2 separate regions of the Mus musculus genome follow, and region 2 is linked to region 1. A link is a contact called in public HiChIP or PLAC-seq data. All regions are on one chromosome and are shown on one strand. Each heading gives the region's core, a stretch centred on a gene start, on an enhancer-like site or on the middle of the called end of the contact. The rest is flanking DNA. Distances are from core to core; before and after follow the strand shown.

Region 1 (5,269 bases), core at 1,948-4,447:
AGAGGGCAAGCACAAATAGTGAACTGTGTGGTTTTGACTGCATTAAGACTGCTTAGGAAGGAAGCACTTCATTTTTATTGTATGGATTCTATTTTTTAAAAGCCTTTTCTCACAAAAACTAAAGGCAATTTTTCCAGAAGGATAGAGTCGTCCTTTGTCTTCTATATTATCTAGCCTTAGTCAAACTGAAGAATATCTTTGAGCAATTTGGGTGGGTTTCTTTTTACTTTGAAAGTTTTATTCCTTGACACAACAGACTTCAACATCTGTCTCTAGATTAATTTAATGAACTGGTAATGGTTATCAGCAAGTGCTGAACTGTAAAGTATGTGGATAATTATTATCCTAATGAGTGTCCACTCCTCCAGATTTACCACAGTTACGACAGGGCTATGACTAGCCTATGCTTCTCACATCAAGGATGGCTGCATAATGCATTCTCCAGACCAAGTCTCTCCGGAGCTTTGCTCGGGGTTTTTTTGTTAATATCAGGGGCCAGAATGTATATACAATCATAACATCAGTTTATAGTCTATTTTTCCTTTTTTTTTTTTTTTTGTTTTTGTTTTTGTTTTTGTTTTGAGATAGGGTCTCTTTATGTAGCCCTGACTATCCTAGAACTTGCTATGTAGATCAAGCTAACCTCGAATTCACCGAGATCCAATTGCCTCTACCTCCCAAAGCCTCAGATTAAAGGGGTTCCTTCATCATTGCACCTGGCTCAGTTTGTATTCCAATTGCATATTTTCCTCACTCCCTACACTGAATTCTAGAATGGCAATAATTCCTTGAATTATTAGCCTACTAGATGCCATGGGATACTAGAAAAAAGATATTACTATCTTGATCTTGGTCATCCGGTGTCAAAATTTGCTCACAAAGTTATTTTTCTACCAGCAAGCTATAATATTCTTTAGCTTTTCCAAATTACCAACAATAATTTATAGAAATACTTTCTATCCCAGAATATTGACATTTTCCCTATATTTCTCTCTTAATGATTTTTTTCTAGGATAATAGAATTGGGATCTTTATTTTATCTAAAATCTGTATGTATGTAAAGGGGCCAGAGCTTTGTTATGAACCATTGTGGGATCCCAGGTCAGATGTGTACAGATCAGAAAAGGCTCCAAGAAAGGGTAAACCAGTGACACAGAGCATGTCTAAACGTGTTTGTTTGTTTGTTTATTTGTTAAAACGGGGTTTCTCTGTGTGGCTCAGGCTGTCCCAAAACTCACTCTGTAGACCAGGCTAACCTGGAACTCAGTGATTCAACAGCCTTGCCTCCTGAGTGCTGGGATTAAAGGCACATTCCCCTCCTCTTCCCCCCCACCCATGCCCCCACCTCCCGTGCTGAAGTATCTAATTCTTAAGGATGGAGAAAAAAAAAAGAAAAGAAATTAAAACAGTAAGGGTTGTAATTTCTATTTTTCTTTCTCTATTTAAGATTCCCACTCCACAGCCCCATCTGCTACCCATCTGTGGTAATAGTGATCTTCTATCTATAAAATGCTTTGCAGTTGACCTTACTTTGTTTCATGTGGTATCAACATCTGTCTGTCTATCCGTTCTCGGATACAATATCACTGTGTAGCTGTCTTGGAACTCTAAACCAGGCTGGCCTTGAACTCACCTGTCTCTACGTCCTGAGTGCTGTGATTAAAGACATACATCACCACACTTGGCCATTTCTTAAAATCTGTAATTGAAAGAACTAAAATTTGGAGCTGGAGAGATGGTTCTGGGGTTAAAATTCGTACTGGTGGCTCTACCAGAGAGTCTGAGTTGAGTTCCCAGCATTCTCATATAACTAAAAACATCTGTAGCTCCAGTCCCAAGGAACCTGATGCCTTCTGCTGGCCTCCACAGGCACTGTATGTGCACAGGTTAGACAGACATACATGTGGGCAAAACACTTGTACACATAAAATAAAAATAAAAATAAAAAAGAGGGAGGGAGTAAAAAACTCAGTGGCACATGAGACTGTCCAACTCTCACAGCTCAGGTAGCACAGAACAGACCAGGACTTGCACTTGGTCTTCTGATCCATAGTCTCTTCAGTCCTCCACTCTGAGGCCCCTGTTTCCTGCCTTTATCTCCAGTAAGGGATGGGCCAAGTGCAAGTAGATGGGAAGAGTGCACTTTTATTCTTAGGTATTTTACAGCAAGCATTCTGTGCTAATGCTTGTGGTATAAATATAGTAGGTAAAAGGTAATAACTTGTAAGCATTCTTTTCTTTTCTCGTTTTTGTTCTTGAGTCTGTCAGTCTGCTTTTTAGGATAGGATTTCTCGGTGTACCCGCCCTGGCTGGAACTCCTCTGTAGATCAGGTTGGCCTTTGAACTCAGAAATCTTCCTGCTGCTGCCTCCAGAGTGCTGGGATTTAAGTTGTGAGCTACCACTGTCCAGCACAGTCTTGTTTTCTAATTCCAGCTATGAGTTAATTGAAATCTCTCACATCTACCTTAATAAAACATAGTATGCTTGTTATGACACCGATGTCATTGCAGCAACATTTACAGCCTTTTTAGGATCAAATTGTTCTCTAATTGAGATGTCTTTTCTTTTACTTGTTTCAACTCTGGCTTCCTTTGGAGTGAACTTGCATAGCCATGTTTTTCAGACTTGTTTTGCAGATGACCAAGTAAATCTTCAAGTTCCACAATGACTTCAACAGAAAACCCAGGGCAAGTGGAAAATGGAGAAAAAAATTGGAAAATGTTACAACAGTGTTTTCCAACATAGCTAGTAACATCTGTAGATGTTTGTTTGGGTTGTGTTATGATGGTTGGACTGAGCATCTGCTGGGTGACATTGCTCTTCTCTGTGCCTAAACTACCTTTTTTTCCCTCAATCCAGCTTCAGACACTGATTCAGGAGACTGACCCTGGTGCAGACTACCGCATTGATCGAGCTTTGAATGAAGCTTGTGAGTCTGTAATACAGACAGCCTGCAAACACATACGATCCGGAGACCCAATGTAGGTTCACTCTCCATATTGTGTTTTATTTGCCAACACAGAGAACATTCCCCTCGAGTGGCTTTTGAGTAGTGTAATATCTTGACTAACATTTTGTTGAACATGGACACACACCAAACTTTTGCTAAAACTAATATTGAGACTGAGACTTCTGATCTGCCTTACCCATGATATAGAGACACTCAGACCCAGAACTATGATGGCAGTTGTTGACAGTGACTGGGCATATAGGACCTATTAGTCATTGAGTAACTTCCTGTAATTCAGAGACTCTCAGGGCATCAGGATAAAGTGAAACACTTGGCACTGTGACTGTCTCATGCTTGCTTGTTTGTTTGTTTGTTTGTTTGTTTGTTTTCCGAGACTTGGTTTCTCTGTGAACCCTGGCTGTCCTGTAACTCAAACTCAGAGACCTGCCTGCCTCTGCCTCCCAAGTGCTGAGATAAAAGGTGTGCACTACACCTAGCATCTTACAGTTTTTGTGTTTAGATGATGTATAGATGTAGATGAGCATAGATAGAATGTTTATAGTATAGTAGCCATGGCAACCAGAAGAGGGACAGGGGAAGGGAAGGAGATTCATTTTACATTTATGGGTGTTTTCCCTGCATGCATGTCTATGTACTACTTGCTTGCCTGGTAACACACAGTAGTCAGAAAATGGTGTCAGATTTCCTGTAACCAGAACAGTTATGGGGGTGCTGGGAATTGAGTTGAATCCTGTTGATGAACAATCTGTGCTCTTAAACACTAACACATCTCTCCATCCCCAGCATCTTTAATTAAATATGATATGTGGCGCTTTGCTGGGTTTTGATTTGAACAAATATTTTAAAAGACATGAGATAGTTGAAAATATTTAAGATGTGGGGCAACAAGGTTATGTTTGCTTGCTTTCTTGCTTGCTTTGTTTGTTTTTTGAGACAGTTTCTCTGTATAGCCCTGGCTGTCCTGCCACTCGAACTATAGACCAGGCTGGCCTCGAACTTGATGGAGATCCTCCTGCATGTTTTCTAAGTGCTAGGATTAAAGGCCTGTGTCACCACTGCCTGCCCTAGGTGTTTATTTTATATGATGTGTTTACCTTTTTATTGTTGTTATTGATATGACAGTGATCTCAAATTTTAGAGAAATAGACTGAAGTATTTACTGAGCTATGCTTCAAATATCAGCAGAAGACACTGAGTTAAAACACATTTAGTTGCAGGATCACCAAAGCTCTGGAGAACAGAAGTGGCCTGTACACTATTCTCTACTCTTGCATATGTTGGAATGTTTTCATACTAAATAAAAATAAAGCTGCTACATAGGTCTTACATATGCAGAGTTTGAAGTCCAAAATGGCTTTAAACTGGTAGAAGAAATAATTACTGACAAGATCAGTTAATTTGTGTGATTCTCAATCATGTCACCCTGGGGAATGCGTATTGAAATGATTTTAGAAGCCTGTCGTCAAAACACTTCTTCATTACAATCTACCTCTTTAATGACCAGGATTCTCTCATGTCTGATGGAGCATTTATACACAGAGAAGATGGTGGAAGACTGTGAACACCGGCTCTTAGAGCTACAGTATTTTATCTCTCGGGATTGGAAGTGAGTATTTTAAAAATAGTGGAAGGCACTGCCTCATTCTGTTCCCTTGTGTGGTCAATATCAAAAGAATGGGTGTGTGTATGGGGAAGAAGTTAATAGTTTATCAGTGTGTACATATGCATGCTATGTGTCTGTTTGCCTCAGCGAGCAGTTGAGAGTCAGAGAACAACTTTATAGAGTCTGTTCTCTTGCCTCCACTCTTAAATAGGTTCTGAGAATCAAACTAGGGTCACCAGGCTTAAACCATAAAGTGCTTTATCCACTGAACCATCTCAGCAGTCCACATGAGGTTTAAACCCAGGGCTTTATACTGTAGAGTGTACACTCCTCTACTAAGCTGTGTCCCCACACCCCACTTTTATAGTTTATGATAATAAGTAACAAATTAACACATTCTTTTTAAATTCTTGGATAGCTAACTATCTCCAACCCTCAGAAAACCTATTCTTACTGCTCCTAGAGCAGTATCTAAAAGCAGAGTCAACCCACTACCAGCCTGTACCAAGCATCCCTGTTCACCACTACTTTGGATGCTGGACTCAAAACAGTTTCTAATAACACAAATATCTATTGAGAAACAGCCCTGGTACTTGTACAGATAGCAAGAGCATCTTCAGCTTTGACTCTAAAAGGATAACGTTGCACAAATGACAGCTTGATTGTCTAAAGAAAGGATGAACTAGGAGCGTGC
Region 2 (5,269 bases), core at 1,971-4,470, 160 kb before region 1:
TGCAATAGAGGAGTCACCCTATGGCTTCCACATACACCTGCTTAGGTGAGTGTGCACACACACCCACACATACACACAGACACATGAGTGTGCACACACAAACACACAGACACATGAGGGTGCACACACACATACATGCATACACACACATAAACACATACATACACACATAAACACATGAGCACACATGAACACAGACACAGACACATAAACACACACACACACACATAAGACAACCACACACATAGACACACATATACACACAAAAACACACACACACATACACACACAACACACCCATCTGATCATACTCACTTAAAATGTTTCAAGAATTTTCTCAGTAAGAAAAGATTTCTATATTTAATTCTGCTTATTTCACACCATTTTCTAAAACTGTTATTAGTTCTGTTTTACATTTAGATCTACAATCCTTTGGGGTTAATTTTTATAGACGGGTTGCAGCCGGTTTGTCCTTAGTTGTTATTCCTTTGCCATTTGGATACCAAATATTGAACAAGGAATTTGTAATACATATACTCTCAAGATTTGTCAATAAAAAATAACAGAAGATACAGACATTCATCAAAGAAGCAATTACTTATGGCAAAGAACCCATGAAAGATATTTAGCATCATTGGTCAACAAGAAAATGCCAATTAAAGTCACTTTGAGATATCCACACACTATTTAAATAGCTTTTAATAATGAAAAAACAACAGCAAGAGAACAAGGCTCTGGCGAGGATTCAGAGAAAATGGGTCTCGTGCACATTGATGGTGGGATGCTAGTAAATCCACTACAAAAGCTTTCACACCGGATGCTTCCAGCTCTAGCAGGTCAGTGAGCCCAGTTCTGCTACTGTTATGGTTGACTGGTGAGAGTTCACACAATTACCCACTTCTTCTGACCATGGCCTTGAGCAGAGTGGAGGCTGCCTTCTGACCTAGAACTTCAAGTGCTGACCTCTCCCCCATGGAATCTGGCTGACTACCCCATGAATCTAGTAAGTTTCTATGAAGACTACATCTTTCTTTGTCGTTAATTTGTGCATGTGTGTAAGCATATGTCCATGGTGAGAGTATGGTCAGAGGGCACCTTGCAGGACATTTTTTTCTCTCTCCTTTCGTTCACTGTGTGAGTCCCAGGTGAACTCTCACTTAGAGGCATGCACTTTTACCTGCTGAGCCATCTCGCTGGCCCTGGAGTCACACATTTCCCAGATTTTCCCTCCTCTGCCTTTGCCAGGAGAGTTGACTCACAATATATCATCTCTGTGATGGTTTGTAAATGCTTAGGCCAGGGAGTGGCACTATTAGGAGTGGTAGCCTTGTTGGAGTAGGTGTGTCACAGTGGGAGTGGGCTATAATACCCTAGTCCTAGCTGCTAGGAAGTCAGTACTCTGCTAACAGCCTTCAGATGAAGATGTAGAACTCTCATTTCCTCCTGCACCATGCCTGCCTGCATGATGCCATGTTCCAGCCTTGATAATAATGGACTGAACCTCTGAACCTGTAAGCCAGCCCCACTTAAATGTCTTTATAACAGTTGCCTTGGTCATGGTGCCTGTTCACAGCAGTAAAACCCTAACTAAGGCAGGCACATACATAAATCTCTAGACCTAAGACAACTGACAAGGGAGAACAATTACAAAGTGGGCCTGATGGCCCGAGTCTGTTATTCCAGCCACATGGGAGGCTAAGAAAGCAGGGATCACAAAAGTTCAAGACCTCCTCAGGTAACTTAGAGAGACATTGTCACAAAACAAAGAGGGGGCTGGCTCGGTGATAGGGAACTTGCCTAGCAAACACAGAATCCTGGGTTCAATCCACAGCACCACAGAAAAGAAGTGTGGTGGTGCACTTCTGTTATCCCAGGATGAAGGAGGGGAGGCTGGAGGACCAACAGTCTAAGAACACTCTTGGCTACACAGTGAATTCCATGCCAGCCTGGGCTACATGAGATCTTGTGGGGAATGTCTGTGGGGAGAAAGGGCAAAAAAAAAAAAAAAAGAGAGAGAGAGAAAATGGAGCAGGTGCAATGGCTCAGTGGTTAAGAGCACTGACTGCTCTTCCACAGGTTATGAGTTCAAGTCCCAGCAACCACATGGTGGCTCACAACCATCTGTAATGGGTTCTGATGCCCTCTTCTGGTATGTCTGAAGACAATGACAGTGTACTCACATAATATAAAATAAATAAATCTTTAATAAAGAAAAGAAGTGAGAAAACAGGTAAACTAAGCCCCCCAGACATCCCTGAACTATGTTGCCTCAAAGTAAAATGTCTCCCCATACAATTTATTTCTATTCTTTCCCAGCTATATAGCATGAGTCAGCCAACGGCATTTTCTTCTTTCTTTCCTTCCTCTTTTTAAATTTTGTTTTAGTTTTATTTTTGAGATATATATCTCAACATATATCTGAGTGTGTGTGTGTGTGTGTGTGTGTGTGTGTGTGTGTGTAGAGCTTTAGCGCTCTTGGAACTGGATTTGTAAACTAGGTTGGCCTCGAACTCACAGAGATCCTGAGTGCTGGGACTCAAGGTCTGTGCCACCACCAACTAGCTAATGAAAGGTTATTTCTTATACTAGCTAACTGGGGGTATAACTGACAAATAATAAACTCATCTTGAAAAATAACAAAGTTTGGAGATGACCTTAGAAGGGGAAAAAAAGGAACTGACCCCTACTTGGGTAACTTCACACTCCCTTAAACTTCCTCCATTACTCTCCATCCCCTGCCCCAGGATTATTCAACACAAAGCAGCTAAAGGAACCGCCTCAGCACTTCTACGGGTTACCTCCATTTTTATGTATTTACCGGTGTGGTATGCATGCGTTTGCGTGCCAGGGCCAGTGCACACGTTGAAGTCAGAGGACAAGGCCTTTTGCCTCGAGAGAGGAAAATGACTCAGGACATCCGCCTCACTTTCGTTTTCTTTTTCTTTTTCTTTCTTTTTTTTTTTTTTTAATTATGCTGAAGTTCCAGGCTATCCCTTACACTGGCTATCAGGGCTCTCTGCAACCTTATTTTCTCAACCCCCAAATTCAAGACCTCAAACAGAGAACCTGGGAAGAGTAACTATTTAATGGATTTGGGGAAAGAATCAGCCAACTAGGGGCTTCAACTGGGAGCTGTCCAGAGAGCGGGTGTGGGAAGCTGGCATATCTCCAGTAGGAGTAGAAAGCCGGGGGAAGGCGTGTCAAACTGGCCGCGGCTTCCGGAGCAGAACTCTGGACAGAAATAGCTGTCGGACAGGTTGGTTTTGAGGACTCTGCTGGAGCATTGCTGCGTTGGCCCAAATTTGACTTTAGGCGGGAACCGCGGCTGGTGCGGAGTTCCTCCGAGAGGCGAGAGCTTTAAGGTTGCACCAAGGGAGGGGACTCAGGACACCGGGGACCTGCTCCGACCTGGCGTGCATTGTCAACGAGGCAGAAGACCGCGGTCCGGGAGCGGCGGGAGACTGATGATCCTACAGGAACTGAGCGCAGGATAGACCGGACGAGCGCCCCTCGGAGATCACGTAGAATCCAGTGAGCTGTAGCGCGGCAGGAGGAAGCAGGAGAATCCCAGAATCACAGATTGGACTTCCTGGAACTTAGGGTGAGTTGGTTTCGATTCCCTAACTAAATTGGGCTGTTATTCTGCTGAGATCTCTGCTGACCTTTTTTTGCCCAAGGAGGATGGAGATCGAGGAATGGCATTCGAGGAAAGGCAAAAGGTGGGGACTGGGGACCCGCCCCGAGGTGCCCAAGTCGTAGAGTAGATGGGTAGTCAGTAGGACAATTAATTTCCAGCACAGACGATTACGGGGGTTTGGGGTAGGGGTGGGGGAAGCGGGGACTCAGGACAGGGTTTCTCTGGGTGGCTCAGGCTGCACTGGAACTTGGAACTTGTTCCGTAGACCAGGCCGGACATGATCTCAGAGATCTGCCTGCCTCTTGATTGCCAAGTGCTGAGACTAAGGGCATGTATGCTCCACCATTACTCAGCGGGATTCCAGTTCTTAACTATGAACGCCCTCTTCCTTTTCTGGGGCCCATTTCACGAATAATCTAACGTAAAGTTTTTTTTTTAAAGGGCATCTGATTTTTTTTAGACTATTTATTTATTTGTTTATCGAAACAGGATCTCACTGTGTAGCTCTGGCTGGCCTGGAACTCACTGTATAGTCCAGGCTGGGGGGGGGGGGGAGGATATGAGTAATTAATATATTTAGTAGTGCTTCCAGATTTTTCTCCTTTGCTCTCAGACATCCAAGAAAGAGCCTTGACGACTTGGGCTCACCATCTGGGAATGGCTGGGCCCCGAGATCCATTGATTTTTCTCTAAGAGCGTCCTGACAGGCTAGAGAGATGGCTCAGCCATTAAAGAGTACTCTGACATTAATGCCTGTGCCTCCTGCCCAGGAATCCTGGGGACAAGGAAAACTAATTACTCACATGCTTGATTTCAGTTTGGCTGCTTTTTCACTTTTTTTTTTTTTTTTTTGGTAAGATTTAGATTTATTTAATTTGTTTTATGTGAGTACACTGTTGCTATCCTCAGACACACCAGAAGAGGGCATCAGATCCCATTACAGATGGATGTGAGCCACCGTGTGGTTTCTGGGAATTGAACTCGGGCCCTCCAGAAGGGCAATCAGTGCTCTTAACCGCTGAGCCATCTCTCCAGTCCTTGGTTTTACTTTTTTACTTATGTTTTAAAGGCAGATTGGAATTTCAGGGAGTTATTTTCTCCATGTTGTGATCTGATCTGTAAATGGATTTATTCCTTTCTTTCATGAGTGTGTGTGTGTGTGTGTGTGTGTGTGTGCCACATGTGTATGGGTACTTATGGAGGGTAGAGTAAGGCTCAGAGCCCCTGGAGTCTTAAGTTATAGGCAGTTGTGAGCTGACCAGCATAGGTGCTAGACACTGATTCAAGTCCTATGAGCAGCAAGTGCTCTTAACTACTGAGATATCTCATCTAGCCCCCAAGATAACTCTTCCTCTGTTGCTTTAATATTTTTCCAAGATAATTCTTAACCTAGCTGTTTCACTGGCCATTGAGAAGCTTGCTATGGCTTTGAGTATTTTGAGGGTTGGGGACATGGCTCAGCAGTTAAGAAAACTGGTTGCTCTTCCAGAGGTTTGATTCCCAGTATGCACATGACAACTGTACTTCCGGAAGATCTGACGCCCTGGCTCTACATGCATGCGATGCACAGATACACATATAGGCAGAACACTCGTACACATAAAATAAAAATTAGCAAATCTAGCTAGGCAG

What was found. HiChIP or PLAC-seq counts read pairs in DNA pulled down with a chosen protein or histone mark.
Region 2: an H3K4me3 HiChIP or PLAC-seq map of bone marrow-derived macrophages shows a contact between it and region 1, with 3 times the contacts expected there. The contact joins the promoter of Mlkl here to the enhancer-like site in region 1. A contact is called at or near these places in 8 of 39 promoter capture datasets (the 3T3-L1 cell line, the HPC-7 cell line, cranial neural crest and 3 more), 2 of 115 datasets of contacts at active chromatin or transcription factors (bone marrow-derived macrophages and embryonic stem cells) and 2 of 9 other capture datasets (adipose tissue and pancreatic islet).

What each region holds. Positions count from the first base shown.
Region 1 is chr8:111,180,244-111,185,512 of GRCm38.p6, reverse strand. Glg1 (golgi apparatus protein 1) reads left to right here. Exons shown (of 26, transcript NM_009149.3): 9 at 2,861-2,982; 10 at 4,477-4,578. Among named protein-coding and RNA genes, the nearest start is that of 9430091E24Rik, 37 kb to the right of the region's middle. Within about 2 kb of position 3,197, at least 6 of the 459 cell types and tissues checked have an H3K27ac peak or open chromatin away from gene starts, as enhancers often do. A contact at or near this core is called in bone marrow-derived macrophages, where this site is marked.
Region 2 is chr8:111,336,156-111,341,424 of GRCm38.p6, reverse strand. It overlaps Mlkl (mixed lineage kinase domain-like), which reads left to right and starts at 3,220. Exons shown (of 11, transcript NM_029005.3): 1 at 3,220-3,601.